2 separate regions of the Mus musculus genome follow, and region 1 is linked to region 2. The links are chromatin contacts, called in public HiChIP or PLAC-seq maps. All regions are on one chromosome and are shown on one strand. The core of a region is the stretch at or near the end of the contact, and the rest is flanking DNA. Distances in the headings are between cores, read along the strand shown. Region 1 has its middle 19 kb from the start of Cfap299. Region 2 holds the start of Fgf5 (fibroblast growth factor 5).

What was found. HiChIP or PLAC-seq counts read pairs in DNA pulled down with a chosen protein or histone mark.
Region 1: a contact with region 2 is called in an H3K27ac HiChIP or PLAC-seq map of stem cell-derived epiblast-like cells, with 3 times the contacts expected there. The contact joins the enhancer-like site here to the promoter of Fgf5 in region 2. A contact is called at or near these places in 1 of 15 datasets of contacts at CTCF or cohesin (stem cell-derived epiblast-like cells), 3 of 484 Hi-C or Micro-C datasets (cortical neurons, differentiating embryonic stem cells and nephron progenitors), 4 of 115 datasets of contacts at active chromatin or transcription factors (embryonic stem cells, epiblast stem cells and stem cell-derived epiblast-like cells) and 2 of 9 other capture datasets (adipose tissue and pancreatic islet).

What each region holds. Positions count from the first base shown.
Region 1 is chr5:98,308,896-98,312,591 of GRCm38.p6, reverse strand. No RefSeq gene overlaps it. Among named protein-coding and RNA genes, the nearest start is that of Cfap299, 19 kb to the left of the region's middle. Within about 2 kb of position 1,886, at least 11 of the 459 cell types and tissues checked have an H3K27ac peak or open chromatin away from gene starts, as enhancers often do. A contact at or near this core is called in differentiating embryonic stem cells, epiblast stem cells and stem cell-derived epiblast-like cells, where this site is marked.
Region 2 is chr5:98,252,376-98,255,809 of GRCm38.p6, reverse strand. Fgf5 (fibroblast growth factor 5) reads right to left here and starts at 1,626. Exons shown (of 3, transcript NM_010203.5): 1 at 1,050-1,626. The coding sequence starts at 1,398.

The DNA.
Region 1 (3,696 bases), core at 637-3,136, 57 kb before region 2:
GAAGAAAGAATGTATTTGTGGTTTGTGGATTCACAGGGTTAGAGTCTAGGATCAGCATGGCTGGGAGCATAGTGGGAGGCTATGGTTTTGAAGGAGCAGCTGAGAGCTCTCATCAAACACAACAACAACACAGAAAAAACTAACTGGGAATGGAGTATTTTCAGACTTCAAAGGCCACACCCAAAGACACACCTTCGCCTAACCCATTCTAAATAGTTCTACCAACTGGGGACCAGGTATTCAAAAGGATGCCTTCACCTCATTTTTAAGGCAGGGCTTCTCACTGACCCCGGAGTTTACTTATCATTTAGGCTGGCTGTCCAGCCATCCCTAAGGAACCTCCTGCCTCTGCCTCCCAAATGGTCTAATTATAGACAGACACCACCACGCTGTGCTTGTTTTGCAGATTTGGGGATCAGACTCAGATCCTCCTGCTGTGCTGGCACATACTTTACAGGCGGAGCCATCTCCCTAGGCACTAGGCTAATATGATTGTTATGTATGTCTTTGGTCACTAAGTGAAAGAAGCATTTAAGACAATTACTAAGTATTTAAGTGACTTATACAACCCTAAGTCAATATTTAATAGCTACATGGTTTGGGTTTAGATTTTTAGAAAATCAAGTCTTAACTCTAGTTCTTTTATTTGTTTGTTTGTTTGTTTGTTTAGGACCCATAACCAAACTGTAACCTTTTACTTTCTTTGCTGATGGTCTTTACAGTAATTTATAAGTCCCTTCAAGTCATGGTTATAAAACTGAAGGAAACAGAAAGAAGCAAAATGCATAACACAGAGGGTCTGTTTCCTCTTTTCCCTTCATTTCCTTTATGTTGCATTGTTCTTTAGACTGCAAGGTCTGTACCCACCACAGGAAATGATGGTCAGCTTTCTGTCACACTGTCCAGGATGATAGTCCAGGACCAACCTGTTACTTTTGTATTTCCATATAAAACTGAGAATTGCTCTTTCATATCTTTGAAGAATTGCGTTGGGATTTTGATAGGGATTGCCTTGAATCTGTAGATTGGTTTTGGTAGGATGGCCATTTTTACTATGTTATTCTACCAATCCATGAGCATGGAATATCATTCCATTTTCTGAGGTCTTCTTCAATTTCCTTCTTAAGAAATTTGAAGTTTGCCGGGCAGTGGTGGTGCATGCCTTTAATTCTAGCACTTGGGAAGCAGAGGCAGGCAGATTTCTGAGTTCAAGGCCATCCTGGCCTACAAAGTGAGTTCCTGAAGAGCCAGGGCTATTCAGAGAAACTCTGCCTCGAAAAACCAAAAAGAAAAAAGAAAAGAAAAAAACAAAAAAAAAGAAACTCGAAGTTCTTGTCATACAGATCTTTCATCTGTTTGGTTAGAGTTGCTCCAAGGCATTTTATATTACTTGTGACTATTGTGAAGTGTGTTGTTTTCCTACTTCCTTTCTCAACCCATTTAGCATATGTATAAAAGGAAGGCTACCGATTTGTTTGAGTTAACTTTATATCCAACTACTTTGCTGTAGTTGTTTATCGGCTGTAGAAGTTCTCTGGTAGAATTTGGGGTGGGGAGGAGGGAGGTTCGCTTATGTATACTATCATATCATCGGCAAATAGTGATACCTTGACTTCTCCTTTGCCAATTTGTATCCCCTTGTTCTCCTTGTGTTGTCTTATTGCTCTAGCTAGAACTTCAAGTACTATATACTTTCGAAGTCTGCCTTTGTCACAGGGCTTCTCTGACACCATTTCAGCTACAACCTTTCCCGTTGCTTCTTCTTTGGATGGATGTCTTTTACCATAAGCCTGGCTGCTTTCTCTCTAAGGAAGGCACTTATCCCAACTTCCTGTGGGTGGTGCTACTGCCTGAGTCTCCCCAGCCAGAACACAGCATCCGGGCTCTTCTCCTTTGCCCCAGGCGCTCCAAAGGATCAGCTTTTCCCACAGGTGCAAGCCATACTATGGGATGGTTTGAAGGGCACCAAGCCTGCCAGCCAAAAGCTCACCTGGCAGTCTACCCGGAATTCCAGCCAAGGATCATTAGGGTTGCTCCTTAAAATAACTTTGTTGTTTTGCATCTGAACTCTCCAAGCCCCTATTCCCTCCCACCTATTCCCACTGAAATCACTGTTGTCTTACATGATTACTGAAAACTTGGGTTTCTTAAGATTTCAACAGCTTTGTGATAGCGAAGCCATACTCCTGAGCAAACCTTCTGTGTTGCTTCTAATCTGTTTATCTCCCTTTTGTTAGACTTTAACAAATAGGAAGGGAAAAAAGGGTGTACTTTTAAAAGTTGGCTTGCTCAGTAGGGGGAAAGGAAAGGACCTGGAGTGCTCTGTGGGGAAGGTGACAGACACTGTAACTGTAATCAGGAGAGAGATTCCAGCAGAGTGGGCAGGATAAAGACCACCTGGAGATGAACCTCACAAAAGCCTGAATTCCTGTCCAATCAGGGAGGCTGTCTTTTTGTTAATTACATTTCCAACAAGTTTGTATTGAAATACGACAATGACTCTTACTGTCTAGAAGGAAGAATATTTAAATTAGAAATGTATCATGAAAAATATGGTTAATTAATTCTTTATTCTACTTACACCAACACAGACCTTCTTGGAAGAAGGAAATGGCATTCTTGTTGCTTTGGATCAGGTGGAGGGAAGGAGGTTCTAGGAGCAGGATCAGAGGCCAGGTGACTCACCCTATGGAGTGATTAGAAGCAACCCGGCGAAGCCTGAGAATATGATGTGATGTTTTAGATTATTGGCATTGAACTCTAATAAGATTAAAGGATGCATAAAGGCGGGGTGGAAGGATCCAGGGTTGATTATAACTAACTTAAAACATTTGCTGTCGATTTGACCTACAAATTGATCTTATATAGCTTTGTGCCTTCAAAATTTGGGGATGGGGATCAATCACAGAAATATAGATGATATAATGAAGAGTTAATACAGACTCCCAGGACAGTTTCTCTATTGGCACAACCTAGAGAACACTCCTCTATCCTCTCATCTACAGATCAGATACCTGCCCTTCCCCTGACCTTCTGACCATCCCTCAGCCAGGTTTCATGCACCTTCAGTGGGATGAGGCTCACAGAGTCCTTGTTGACAGGGATTTCTGGGGCTCAGGAGAATGTAGACTGAGGTAGGTGTGGCCTTTGAGCCACCTACATTCTCAATGGGTATAGAGGAGGAAAGAAATAGGAACTATTTCTAGACTTCATTTCCCAACATAAAGAAGTGCATGGGCTCTGAACAAGGCTGCAGCAGTTACAAAGGTTGTTGAAGAGGACTTTATAGAATGGCTCACATATCAAATAATATTTCTGGGACGGCAGTCAAGAGCATTTGCCACGGGCTGGTGAGATGGCTCAGTGGGTAAGAGCACCCGACTGCTCTTCCGAAGGTCTGAAGTTCAAATCCCAGCAACCACATGGTGGCTCAAAACCACCCGTAATGAGATCTGACTCCCTCTTCCGGAGTGTCTGAAGACAGCTACAGTGTACTTATATATAATAAATAAATAAATAAATCTTAAAAAAAAAAAAAGAATTAAAAGAGCATTTGCCACTGACTGTTGGGCAGCCTCAGAAACCGTGTGTATCTGGCCATTGCTTTTTTTTTTTTTTTTCCTGCAAAAGGGAATAAATAGAATAATCCATAGAATCAAATAATTTTTTTCTTTTTCTTTTTTCTTTTTTTTTTGT
Region 2 (3,434 bases), core at 377-2,876:
ACTACAGTCCCATGCATGCACACAGCTCCAAACCTCCGCTCACCTCAGCAGCTTAGAGCAGCGAGGGGAGTGCGAGTGATTAACGTGGTGGTCCAGAAAAGCAGATGGAATGGAGAAAACGCGGGTGGGGGTGGAAGCGAAGAGGAAAGGAGAAAGAGAGAACTCAGAAAAATTTCAGGTTGGGTGGTTGATGTTTTTTTTTTTTAAGTTATGCTCAATTTACAACCATTTCCAACCTCATCTGTAATTCTTTTAAAATTAAGAACTTTACTCCATCTGTCCCTGGAAACCAAAGGTTAACATTGTCAGGGTCTCAGCCTACTAAATGTTGTTAAACTCAGCACCGGACTTAGTCATAATACTGTCTGTCCGGTTTTCCAGATCATGTTGCTTTCTTGCAAGCAGAACTTTGCCCTTCCAAAACGCATGTACACGTAAATTCTACGTAGACCTGTGTAGTTGGTGTGCGCGCGCGCTTATGTACGCATGTATGTATCTACATATGTATGTATTCGTGTGAAAGATACCTAAGCATTCGGAGTTACATAGAGATATTAATAAACAAACATAATATGGGATATATAGGATATTTGTAGTTGGAGAATGGAAGTACTCAGATGGGTTCTTTTCATAAACGTAAATTATGTACAGGGAATAGAGATATACTTAACGCTTAAAGAAAAATGCGGTTCTAGTTCATAAGTAGAAAGAAATTGTACCAGGAGAAAGATTGTTACTTCTTTCATTATTATTATTATTTTTTTTTCTTCTCCAGCTAGAGTGGGTGGCTAGTCTTTTCGGCCCGGGCATTCTGGAAAAGAGCTGCCTGTCTCACCTCGGTAACCTCACCTGGGCTTACCCATGCTTACTACCCAAGACAGAAGGGTGCGTCTGCTCGCTCTGAGTAGACGCATCTCCACGAAACCCTACCGGACTCTTTCCAGAACCAGCAGAGTCCCAGACGCTAGGGCTCCTAGAGGTGCCTGTGGCCCAAAGGAATCTTGACCGTCCCTCCCAGAACAGGTTTTGTTGGAGAGTGAGCAACTTACTTAACACACTGGCTTCGTGGGAGCCATTGACTTTGCCATCCGGGTAGATCTGCAGATGGAAACCGATGCCCACTCTGCAGTACAGGCTGCCGGTCCGGCGCCCCGAAGGGCTCCACTGGAAACTGCTATGTTCCGAGCCGCTTCCTTGGCTGCCCGGAGAAGCTGCGACTGGTGAGGAGGCAGAAGACGAAGAAAACGTCGCGCTACTTCTGCCCCGGCTGCCGCTGGAGTCTCCCGGGTTCCTAGGAGGCGCGGGTTGCCCTTCGGGAGTGAGACGCTTCTCCCCGTGAGCCCAAGCGCTGTGGATCAGGTGGCTGCAGAAGATGAGGAAGAGCAAGGACAGGCTCATTCTTCCGGCCGCGGGGGTCCTAAGTGCATCTTGCAGGGCTGGCTCCGGGCTCCGTAGCCCCCGCGCGGCTGCGTGCCTCTGGCGCTGCCTCCCTCGCCGCACAGGGTGGACATAGCCTCGGGGAAGGGAGAGGGAGAGGGGGAGAGAGAGAGGCCACCCGAGCGGATCTCGGCGCTGGCACCGGGATATTTATAACGCCAGTGATCTCACTGCTCCGTGCACGCCTGCGAAGCTTCCCCTCACCCGCCGCTTTGTGTACTCACGGCCGGTACGGGGAGGGAGCGCCGCGGTCCCGGGGGCGGGGGTGTGAAGGAGGAGGGAGATGCGATCCCGGGAGTGGGAGGAGGTGTCTCGCCCTCAGAAGCTGCCCCCGGGACGCTGGCTGCGACCGTGCACGGGTCATGCAACCCAGCGGTTGTCAAGAGCCACCCAGTCACCCCACCCCCTGCCCGAGCCAGCGGCTCCGGAATCGGCTCCGCGCGCGCTGCTCTCCACGCAAGGGGCACGGACGGACGGCAACGTGGGCATGGGTTCCCGTCCTCTGTGGTCACATGTGTCCCAGCCAACTCACTCTTTACCCAGCACCCGCATTCCAGGTTGCTGGCCCCTGCCATCTGGAGCCTGGGAACCACTTTCCGAAGGGAACCAAAAACTGATTGGCAGCAGAACTTGGGAAGGTTTTGGGGTGGCCCAGGGTGGGAGAGAAGACTGGTTTCTCGCTGTTATTGATTTATTAAAGAACTAAGGTGTGCGTTTATTTCTCCACTAGAGAGCCACCCTGAATTGTTATGCCAGGTCTCAGGCTGCCCTCTAAGAAACTCTGTGGATGCACGACGTGTCCAGCTTTTTCTTCAGGAAAACCCATGTCTGTGTTGGAACAGGTGAACGCCCTCGAACATACACACACACACACACACACACACACACACACACACACACCAGACACACTTGAACTCCAGGCAAGGATGAATTGAGTCTGAACACCAGGACTGCCCAGTTGTCCTCTCTGACCCCATGATCCGTTGCCTGGAGGAGTTAGCCAACAGCTCTCTTCAACTTCCATTGACTGGAGGACCGACCCTAATGAATGATTAATGACAGGCCCCTGAATCTCAACCTAGGGAAACCTGAGAAGGAAGAATTTCCCCGTACGTAATGCTGGGGCTGTTATTTATCTGAGAAATATACCTGACTTGCATTCTTGGAATATTTCTGTCTGAAAACATATTTGAAACTTTAAACTACACTATGATATATCACTCATTGGTCACTTAAAATGAAAAGTCAATGAAGCCGCCCAATGGGGTCAACTCGCATCAATCATGCGAGATGTTAAGACATGACTTTATTAATTACTGAGTATCTGCTTCAGGCTTCCTATCTTCATAGTGAAAACCTATAAAACAGATGTAGATTTGTTTTCAGAATTGCAAATCTTCCGTGGATTGGGGACAAGGCAGCTGATAGCCAGTCACCTGATCAACACAGGAAATCGCCAAAGGGAGTAAAAGGAATATCCAACACAAAAGATTGTGACCTGAGGCTCGGTGCCCCTGGTGTGCACCACAGCACAAATCTCTCACAGGACAGCACTGAACTTTGAGAACAACACCAGTTTCCTTCCAAAGGGTCCATTTGAAGAGTCACTTCCGGGGCTGGCGAGATGGCTCAGCGTTTAAGAGCACTGACTGCTCTCCTGAGTTCAAATCCCAGCAACCACCTGGTGGCTCACAACCATCCGCAATGAGATCTGATGCCCTCTTCTGGGGTGTCTGAAGACAGCTACAGTTACAGTGTACTTACATATAACAAATAAGTCTTTTTAAAAATTAGCATGCTGATCTACTGTGTGTGCCTTCTGAAGAGGAAACCCTTAGTCTTACATGGTTTAGGCCACTTTTGGTGTCTCTGGATAACATCAGTAAGACTCTCGAGTGTCACTCAATCCACTGCCTAAGACTAACTTGGGTCACCAGCTCCCATCCTATGGAGTCTATGGAAGGACAGCTGGAGTACCTTCTTCCTTAGGCATCTGA